Linked DNA regions of Mus musculus: region 2 is linked to region 1. Evidence: chromatin contacts called from public HiChIP or PLAC-seq data. All regions are on one chromosome and are shown on one strand. Each heading gives the region's core, a stretch centred on a gene start, on an enhancer-like site or on the middle of the called end of the contact. The rest is flanking DNA. Distances are from core to core; before and after follow the strand shown.

What was found. HiChIP or PLAC-seq counts read pairs in DNA pulled down with a chosen protein or histone mark.
Region 2: a contact with region 1 is called in an H3K27ac HiChIP or PLAC-seq map of epiblast stem cells. The contact joins the promoter of Jam3 here to the enhancer-like site in region 1. A contact is called at or near these places in 2 of 39 promoter capture datasets (embryonic stem cells and macrophages), 8 of 484 Hi-C or Micro-C datasets (cerebral cortex, cortical neurons, embryonic fibroblasts and 5 more), 7 of 115 datasets of contacts at active chromatin or transcription factors (embryonic forebrain, embryonic hindbrain, embryonic midbrain and 4 more) and 3 of 9 other capture datasets (adipose tissue, liver and pancreatic islet).

The regions. Positions count from the first base shown.
Region 1 is chr9:27,119,216-27,124,308 of GRCm38.p6, forward strand. The region is part of intron 1 of Jam3 (junction adhesion molecule 3); the gene reads right to left. Among named protein-coding and RNA genes, the nearest start is that of Jam3, 34 kb to the right of the region's middle. Within about 2 kb of position 2,241, at least 17 of the 459 cell types and tissues checked have an H3K27ac peak or open chromatin away from gene starts, as enhancers often do. A contact at or near this core is called in epiblast stem cells, where this site is marked.
Region 2 is chr9:27,152,624-27,157,716 of GRCm38.p6, forward strand. It overlaps Jam3 (junction adhesion molecule 3), which reads right to left and starts at 2,798. Exons shown (of 9, transcript NM_023277.4): 1 at 2,668-2,798. The coding sequence starts at 2,743.

The sequences.
Region 1 (5,093 bases), core at 991-3,490:
TAAAGAATTTTTGAACAAATAAAACCCCTTTTAAACCTGCAGGAAATCCAAACTAGTATACATACAAGTATGTGTGCAGTGCCCAAGAAGCAGGGGTGCAGTAAAGAAGGGGTGACAAAGGGAGAGATCACATGGAAAGACTAGGATTCTTGTGGTGACACATGTGTCTGGGAGGAAACCCTGCACATGGTGGGAGACCCCCTGGGGACAGCCAGACTGGTGGCTACGTCCACTGCAAGCACCCGGAGATCGTGGCTCTAGTCACTATTTTTGATGTGGTAGTGGTTGCAAGGCCTTTCATATATGCTAAATTTACCAAGCTAGATATTACATATTTAAAATATACACAGTTTGTCATATGGCAATTTATACCTCAACTGTTTGTTTTTTTTTTAAACTCCAAACCCAAAAGTTCATACTGACCGTGAACCGATTAAAACAGTAACTGGAGAACAGAGATGAACTAATACAACCATGTCTTCCTAGGGAAGGCTGAGGGAAGGGAAATGAGTTTGCCCCGTTTACACCCTTCCTGTATTCCCCATACTGGCATCCTAGCCAACAATACCAATTTTTAACTCAACTAACTGAAGACATCCATGAAAGGTTTCATTTTTCTGCTGTCTCTGTAGAATCCTAAGGAAATAAAATAGATGAAAAAATCATAAAAAAAAAAAGGAAAACAGGGTAAGATGTAGCTACATAACAGCATTAACGTAGCATATAGGAGGCCCGAGTTTCATCTACCGCATAAAAGAAAGGTGGAGGGGAGGGAGGGGAAGGGAAAACGGCCTCACTGAGAAATCAATCTCACGTCAACATTCTCATCACAGAAAAGCAACTTAAAATGGGCTATATGAATAAGCATGGTAACAAATGCCTGTAATCCCATACTGTAGAGACTGAGGCAGGAAAGATACAAGTGTGAAGCCAACCTGGGCTGCACAATGAGATTCAGGCCAGCCAGGGCAACAGAGTAGCAAACCAACAAAATCCCAAACCAATCATCACCAACTTCCACCTTCCCCCACCCAAAAACGCTGTATATTCAGCGTCAAAAATGGAAATGTGTTTCAAACCAGACAATCTAAACTATTATATTTATGTATGTACATCAATTTTATGCATATATATTTACATATATTCTTATATAGAATTCCCTCGAGTGCTTGTTCTGTGCCAGCCACCACTTTCCTAAACAACTTTTATATTCCTCCCAACTATCCTAGAAGGTGCCTACTGTGAGCACCCAAACTGCAGACTTGGAAATTCACTCAGCAGGATATGTCGTCACTTGTGGATCAGGTGAAGGGGAGAAACCCAACAGGGTCTCCAAGAGCAGGCGAGCAGAGTGCATAAGCCACACACAGTTAACACAATCTGTCTTCACACGTATAAGATGATAACTGACATCTTCAGAGTGAGAAAGGAAGGATGGAGACTAGAAACCCTGCCTCCTGGGAGGACTGAAGCAGCAGACTGGTACTAAAGAAAACTTAGTATGCTGTCATGTATGTGGTAGGAAGGAGCTAGAGTGTCCAGAGCTCCTGAATAAATCACAAGTTCGTTAACGAAGCACTCCAGTCAAGGGCACCTGAAAGAGAGCACTCTGGCCACCACCACCCCCATCACCCCCAGCCATCGAAGCTTGCACAGGAATTAGCATGTAACGGGCTCGTAACTGTGCTGCTGTGGGACTCTTGAGAAGTGAACCGTTCACTGACAGTAGCTGACGCTGTGCTTCTGGACCTGGGTGAATAGAGGCCCACCACCATCCATCATACACTTGGGGTGTTACTGTTTCTCATTTATGAGAAACTGAAATGAGTGCCTATCTTATAAAGGAATTGACATCATTAAGGGTTGCATATAACAACTCATAAAATTCCTACTATATAGCGAATACTCAATAAAAACTGAAATAATGAAAAAATTAGCCCAGTATTATGATCTGATTGCTTTTTAAGCTAGTGAGAGGTACTGCTGTAGTGGATGGAAAGCCCTACCAAAAGAACACTATGTCCCGATAGAAGCACCAAGAAGCTCGCTTATTTTCTATTATACTTACAATACTTCCTGGTTCCAGAGAAAAAGGAATGCCTCGTCTAAACCCAGACATTCTACATGAAGACAAGCCGAAATTCCTAACGTCTTGGGTCACACCCCAATGTTCTCAACTTTAGGATCTAGAGCTATTGCATCACTTCCTGGGGAGACGGTAAACAAACAAACAATCAGCAAGCAGCTGGAGAGATGACTCAGCAATTAAGAGCGCAAACTGCTCTTACAGCTGACCTGAGCTGGACTCCCAGCACCCACATGAGGCAGCTTACATCTGCCATTACCAGTTTCTGCCCTCTTCAGAGCGCTGTAGGCACTACTCTCAGATGTACATATGTACACACACACACACACACACACTTACACATGCACACGCGTACATAATGTAAACCATTTTAAAAACTCAGTAACTATACACACTATGTAAAAAGGGCCAAAGAAACAGTCCTATGCAAGTCCAGGCTGGAGAACCAATATCTACTAAGATTATTCATGACTGACTCAAAGGTAGTGTCTTAGTTTGGGTTTTACTGTTGTGAAAAGAAACCATGACCAAGACAACTGATATAAAAGCAATATTTGCCGGGTGTGGTGGCGCATGCCTTTAATCCCAGCACTCGGGAGGCAGAGGCAGGCAGATTTCTGAGTTCGAGGCCAGCCTGGTCTACATAGTGAGTTCCAAGACAGCCAGGGCTATACAGAGAAACCCTGTGTCAAAAAAAAAAACCACACACACACACACACAAAATAGCAATATTTAATGGGGGCTGGCTTACGGTTTCAGAGGTTCAGTCCATTATCATCAGGGCAGGAAGCATGGCAGTGTGCAGGAAGACATGGGTTTGGAGGAGCCAAGAGTTCTACATCTTGACCTAGAGGCTGCCAGGAGGAGGGTATCTTTCCCCCACTGAGCAGAAGCCTGAATCCTAGGAGACCTCACAGCCTGCCTGCACAGTGACACACTTCCTCTATCAAGGCCACACCTATTCCAACAAGGCCACACCGCCTAATAATGCCACTTCCCTTGGGTCAAGCATATTCAAAGCACCACAGGCAGCTGCATCTCAAGGAAGTCCCCAGAGCAACTTGTAGCTGCTTCCCAACTGGAGTCCACCGTAAGCACGAATAACCCACAAAAAGCTACACCCTTAAAGAATCCCCACACACTCACAGGCAGCGATGCCACTCTAGAGTCCCCTGTACCAAGTGTTTACCTCTTATCTAACCTCAGGGAAGGAGACACACTGAGGATCTTGTGAGTCCGGTAGTCAGAGTCCCCCACTACAAAGGATTAACAGGCTGCTTGAGGGTCTCCTGAGAGCGACCACAGCCACTCCAGAACAGCTGTTAAGTCCAGAACAAGTTAAGTAACATAAACAGGAGAATGCTGACTGCACACTATAGCTCAGGGGTTCTCAACCTTTCTAATGCTGTGACTATCATACATGTCTTCCTGTTGTGATAATCCCATCTTAAAGTTATTTTTGGTGTTATTTCACAATGTAATTTCGCAACCAGTGTAAATATTAAATATAAATCACTGATATGTAGGGTGGTCTTAGGTAACGCCTATAAAAGGGTCCTTTGACACCCCCAGGGGTTCAGGACCCACAGTCTGAGAATCACTGCTGAAGCTGAATTCTGGACTTACAGTTATAGAATCAAGAACCTACTTAATGATGCTCCATGGGATACTCAGTGGTTCCCAGGGCACAGCACTTACTATGGAACTGGAGTGGAAAATCCACAGTTTAATTTGCATCTGAATGTCAAAACCATTCTGTAAATAATGCCACATTAACTCAGCATTCCACCGAGTAATACTTGAGAAGCCCCTCACTAAGACATCACTGTTAGCTGCTTCTGATTGTTCTACTTTACAGGAGAAGAATAGAGAAGCAACGTGTTTACACTGCAACCTGTCAGGGGCATCATCTTCCTTAATTATAAGCATCACCAAGCACAGCAGCATGCTGACCGCTCACACTGAGCACCGTTTATTGTAAAGAGGCATAAGACATCTCTATGATTCTGGAGAATTAATTTTAAGCTCAGTTCATTCACTGTTTTGCTCAGAAGATGTTTATATAAAAGCCAAGTGTCTCAGAAGCAGCGGTGTGATGCCGTGGATTTTGAGCTCTCACTCCAGTGCTCACGGCCATTTTGACTTGGATTTAGCCTTCTACCTAAGAGGCAAATGATTATAACGTTTCCTGTCCTAAGACAGCAAATATTAAATAAGACAGCACAGACAAAGGGCAGTACCCGACACACTTGAGAGCATCTGGCTTACGCTAGCCATGATTGTGCTATTGGAGGATGATTTTACACGTGCTGAGTTATCAGTGATACCCAAATTCCAGACTGACCTCAAGGAACCTATTACTAACAGGCAAACAGAATTCCACGTGTAAATAAAAGACTGGGTACTTGTACGTACTCTTAAGGAGAAAAAGAGTCAAACCAGGTAGAATCACACATCTATACTCCCAGCATATGGGAGGTGGGGGCATGGAGGCAGGGTTAGAAGGACTAGGAGTTCAAAGTCAAGGTCATCCAGAGCTACAAGGCCGAGTTAGATGTCACCATCATATAGACCACACACACACACACACACACACACACACACACACACGGGGGGGGGGGGGGGGAGGGTGAAGGGCAGGAAAGAGTGAGAGGGGAGGCATGGGGGAGGGGAGATATAACATGAATATGAGTGTCTAATTATGAACTTTTAAATCTGCTATCCCTCATTTAATTTTTAGTTCTCCATAGGGTTTTCCTCACCATCTGGGACATCAATTAAAGCAGGTCTGAAAAGCCTTCATAATTTTCCTATATCACACCTCCTCCTCACCAAGAAAGGCTCTGTGGGTGGAAAGCAGCAAGGAACACTGTATGCTATGTACAAAGCAAACACCTTCCAGAAGATACGGCCTTGCAGAAGAGCTAAGAAATTTGTTTGGATTGGAATAAAAATATAGGATCCTTTTTTTTTTTTTTTTTTTTTTTTTTGTGCACGGATAACAGCT
Region 2 (5,093 bases), core at 1,548-4,047, 34 kb after region 1:
GATCATTTTACTAAACTGATCCATAATAAGAATGTCCACTGTCAGACACAATAAACAAGTAGCCAAAGACTGAGCTGCCACAGACTAGAGACTTCCAGGTTTTCCGTGCCTGAGGTACCGCCTCCAGAGCCTGACCTCTGCATGCTGGTTTCTTCATACACAAGTCAGGAAAAATAATAACACAGTCTTAAGTTATCAAAATTAAATGAAATAATTCACACTAAGGTCTCATAATACAGCCCAGGAAGGGCAATCACATGGAATGTTTACTATGTTAGGAATTATCTTTTTTAATTTTTGGAATATGGTCTCTGGGTAGCCCTGGCATGCCTTGAATTTGCCATGTAGCCTAGGCTGGACTTGAAGAACTGGCAGTGATCCCCCTGCCTCTCTCTGCCCCTCAAGGCCTGGGATTATAGGCATGTGTCACCACATACAAATTAGAATTTGTAAGTTTTTGCTGTCTCATGCTACCCCAGGGTAACCTGGAACTCACTGTGGATCCCGGAATGCCTTGGAGCTCAGTGATCCTCCTGCCTCAGCCTGCAGAGCACTGGGGTTACAAACATGAGTCACAGCAGGCAGGAAGGCAGGAGCTAGCATTTTTAAATGAAAATGGTACACAGAGATACCAAGTGAAAAGTGTAATCCTAAAAATTAAGAAGGCACAGCTGTCCCCTATGAAGATGACACGTCTTTAAAGGCTAATTTTACATTTACTTCTGTGTGAAGGGCCCACATGCATGTATGAATTTGAGCGCCCACAGAGCTCAGAGAAGTGTGTCAGATACCCCGAGGCTCAAGCTGTGTGCTGGTTGAGCCATCAAGTTGGTGCTGTGAACAGAACTTGGGTCCTCTGCCACAGTACTCCTTTGTATTCACTGAGTACCTCTCCAGCTTTAAGGTAGACGTAAGGTAAAAACTATATAATAGGAAATTCCTTCCTTTAACAAGAAAGCTACAGCCGGGCAGTGCTAGCGCACGCCTTTAATCCCAGCACTTGGGAGGCAGAAGCAGGCAGATCTCTGAGTTCAAGGCCAGCCTGGTCTACAGAGTGAGTTCCAGGACAGCCAGGACTACACAGAAAAACCCTGTCTCGGGGAAAAAAAAAAAAAAGAAAGAAAGAAAGAAAGCAAGCAAGCTAGCTACAGCTGGCACCTCATCTTGCCTTCAATCCTAGATTACAAATATCTACTGTAATTCCTATGGAATGGAAGTAAATCCCATCCCTCAATACCAAGAAACCCACCAACTTAAACCCCGCCTGAGGGGCAGCATCTGAGACAAGAGTCTATGGAGCCCTTAGCCGTCTCTACTTCTACTAACAAATCATCATGAAGAAATTCATCCCTCAAGTCAACTGCAAAATATTTTCTCCAATAAAAACTGCAGAATTTCATGTGAGGGAATCTCTCCAACAATAGGGAGTTGTTCTAGTCTGTGAATAGTACGTGCCAGTGGCACCAGCACAGTGGGAGTTGGACATTGCTGACACTCCTGTCCCCTGGCTAGCCTCGGGTCAGCTCTATCTCCCAACTGCATTTGGCTTTAAAATTTAAAATCAAGCAAAATATATGGTAAAAAAAAAAATGTATGCTAAGCCTCATCCTTGCTACAGAAGCCTGTTTCCAACACTTCTGCACCAGAGCCCCTGTTTTCTACCACCACCCTGAGCACCCCACTAGAATAAGCGTCAAACACAAAAGCGCTTTGTCTTCTTGCCTGACCACCCCCCACTCCCAACAGTGCTTTGGTGTATTAATTTGTATACTCTGGAGAACATCGTAGGCGTCAGCAAAGCCAAGGAACAAACCAAGGGTTGAGGAGTGGTCCGGGTTGGGTTACCTTCTGAAGAAGGAGTGGTGCCTTATGAAACCTTAAGTTTGCCACTACTTGTTTGGCCGTCAGTTCTTAATGAAAAAAATTTTTTTAAAGAAGACTAATATTCGCCTCTAAAAATGGGTTCACAAACCCACTTCACTGAGCTGTTTTAAGGACTGAGATAATAGCTTCGAAGTGCCCTGTGGTATTTATGGAAAGTAACTGCAAAGTAAACTTTACAGTGCTTTTCGCCCAACCGACCAGGGAGATACTGTCTCCCAGGAATTCCACTGGAAAGAAATGAGCAAAACTTTCAAGTTTAGCAGTGTGTCGGGATCAAATGATCCAGATGCTATTTGGGAGTCAGGGTCTCCTCCACCACGCTGCAACAAAGATGCTCATCCCTGTGCAGTCCCCATCTCCGCACAAGGCTGGCTGGCCTTGCCCAGTTCAGCTTCTTTGTTGACCCTAGCAGCTCCTGGGAGGACAGGCCTCTGGAGCTTCCCAAGCCGCTTGTCCTCCACGACTTCTGGGTACCACACTGCTTGCTGATGGGGTGTTTCCTCCAGCAAGTTTTAGAGCCCGTGAGGCATCTGCCACGGTCCTTCTAGAGGGCCGTGTCCCTGTACGGGACCAGCCGCATCCACGCGGGTCTGCCCGAGACCGGACCCGACCCGACCGCTCACGGAGCCTCGCCCGCCACGCTCCCGCAGAGGCCACCCCTCAGCTTCTCGGCCGGACCTGGAGTCGTGGGAGCCGAAACCGCTATTCCACCGCGGCCCGGGCCGCTCTGTCCCCATCGGCACAGACCACACACTTCCTAGCGGCACTGAAGCGTCAACTCACCCCTGAAGAGCAGCAGCAGGAAGAAGTCAGGCAGCCGCGCGTACAGTCGAAGTCGCAGCCGCCGGCTCAGCGCCATGTCGAGGGGAATGTGAGGGGCTCAGGCTCGGAGCGGAGAACCGGCCTCGTGCGCATGCGCCCAGCCTGCTTGGACCCTGCGACCCGCCTCCAGTTTCCATAGCGACCACGCGGCCTCGGCCGAGCCGGCACCATAGTGACCGAGAAAGCTCAAGTCTGGTTGCTATGGATGCAAAGATGCTCAGTGCTTCCAGGTGCTACCTCTGTCGATGAACTTAGCGGGAAGAGAATTAAAAAGCGTGTCTGGGAGGGAGGCGGGGTAGATTTATGAAACTGTAGATTATCGCTACAGATCTAAGAAGGATTACTCCATTAAGATTTAGGGAATGATGGGGCTGGAGAGATGGCTCAGCAGTGAAGAGCACCTGTTGCTCTTACAAGGACCCAGATTCCATTCCCAGCACCCATATTGTGGTTCACAACCACCTGTAACTCCAGTTCCAGGCGATCTGACGCCCTCTTCTGACCTCTGACGGCACTAAACATGCTTGTGGTGTGTGGCACTAAACATGCAAGCACAACACTCATACACATGAAATAAAATAAATCATTTTTAAGGAAATGTGTGTTATTTTACAAATAAAATCATGACAATTTTTGAAACAGTATTTTCACACCTATAGAGGTCCTGATTCCAAAAGTAATGAAAGGAGAAAATGCTGAAATCTGCATAAATATTAGCAAGATACGCCAAGTACATAAATGCAATAAGTTGATGTAGAAGGATAATTCATTTCTATGGTAGAGCTAAAGGATACTGGTATCCCCAACAGTTTATCCTACACAATACAGGGGTAATTCTTGCCATTGAATTTTTTACTTTTTTTTTTTTTTTGACAGTTTTACTTATATAGACCTGGCCACCCTGGAACTTGAAGGCTAAATAGACCAGGCTAGCCTCAAACTCACATAAGCCCAATTTTGTCTGCTTCCAAGAGTTAGTATTAAAGGCAAGCACTACCATGTCTGGATTCTTTAAATTTTTTATAAATTTAACAATATGTATGTGTGTATATCTGCATGTGAGATGTGTGAAAATAAGTGTGGGTTCCCTGAGAGGCCAGAGGCGCAGAGTTAACAAATAGTATGCCTGGTGTGGGTGCTGAGAACTGAACTTGGGTCCTCTGGAATAGCAGCAAGTGTTCTTAACTGCTGAGCCATCTCCCCAGCCTTCTTTTTCATTTTAAAAAGGGTTCGTTATTTTATCATCATCACCATCACCATCATCACCTTTGTATGAGTACAGGAGTACATGACAGGAGGTATATGCCACAATGAGCATATGGAGGTCAGAGTTGATGATGTGGAGGTCAGAGTTCATGAAATTGACTTTCATCCACCTTTACAGGGATTCCAGGGATCAAATTCAGGTTTCCAGGCTTTAGGATCGAGGAGTGGTACCCACTAAGCCATTTTACTAGCCTTGCTCTGAATTCTGAATAGTAGGAAATAGGAAGGGTAGGGTAGGAAAACACAACAAGATCTTTTTTTTTTTTTTTTTTTTTTTTTTTTGGTTTTTCAAGACAGGGTTTCTCTGTGTAGCCCTGGCTGTCCTGGAACTCACTTTGTAGACTAGACTGGCCTCGAACTCAGAAATCCGCCTGCCTCTGCCTCCCGAGTGCTGGGATTAAAGGCGTGCGCCACCATGCCGGGCCACAGCAAGATCTTATAAGCAGGTGATGAGAAGGGCAAAAATGAGCTGAAGCTGAGCTGTGGTGGCGCGTCCCTTTAATCTCTGCACTCAGGAGGTGGAGGCAGGTGGATCTCTGTGAGTTTGAGGCCAGCCTAGTCTATAGAATGAGATCTAAGACAGACAGGGCTACATAAATAAACTATCTCAAAACAACAACAAAGAACTGGACATTAGACCTAAGGAAATCAGGCAATCTGAAGTTATTTAAAACAATGGAAAACTCTTGAGAAAGGTTAGCTGTACCGTGTTTAACATTAGAAAGAGCATCCCTAAGATTCCAGAAACAACACCATTAAAACAGAATTCTGAGCCTGTGAGAAAGTGTGCCAGAGTTCCCAACAGCCGATATTATTATTCAATGGGTAACAAAATAATATTTCAAGAAATTTGAAAGAGAAAGGTCACGGCTAAGCATGCTTGAATTTTCATTTCCACATGACCTTCAGTCTGCATTTTATAAATGTTCAAACCTTTATAAATGTGAATTGATTGCTTCACCACAAACCCAGAAGGAAAAAAAAAACTAATTCCAAATGTCAGGATAAAAATTTAAAATAACCTGTTATGATGCTACTTGTCTTCTACTGACCTTCTGTTTCTGGTCATCATGTGTGTAAGTCATAGGGAAATGTGTGCAAATGGTATTTCTCATGCTGGC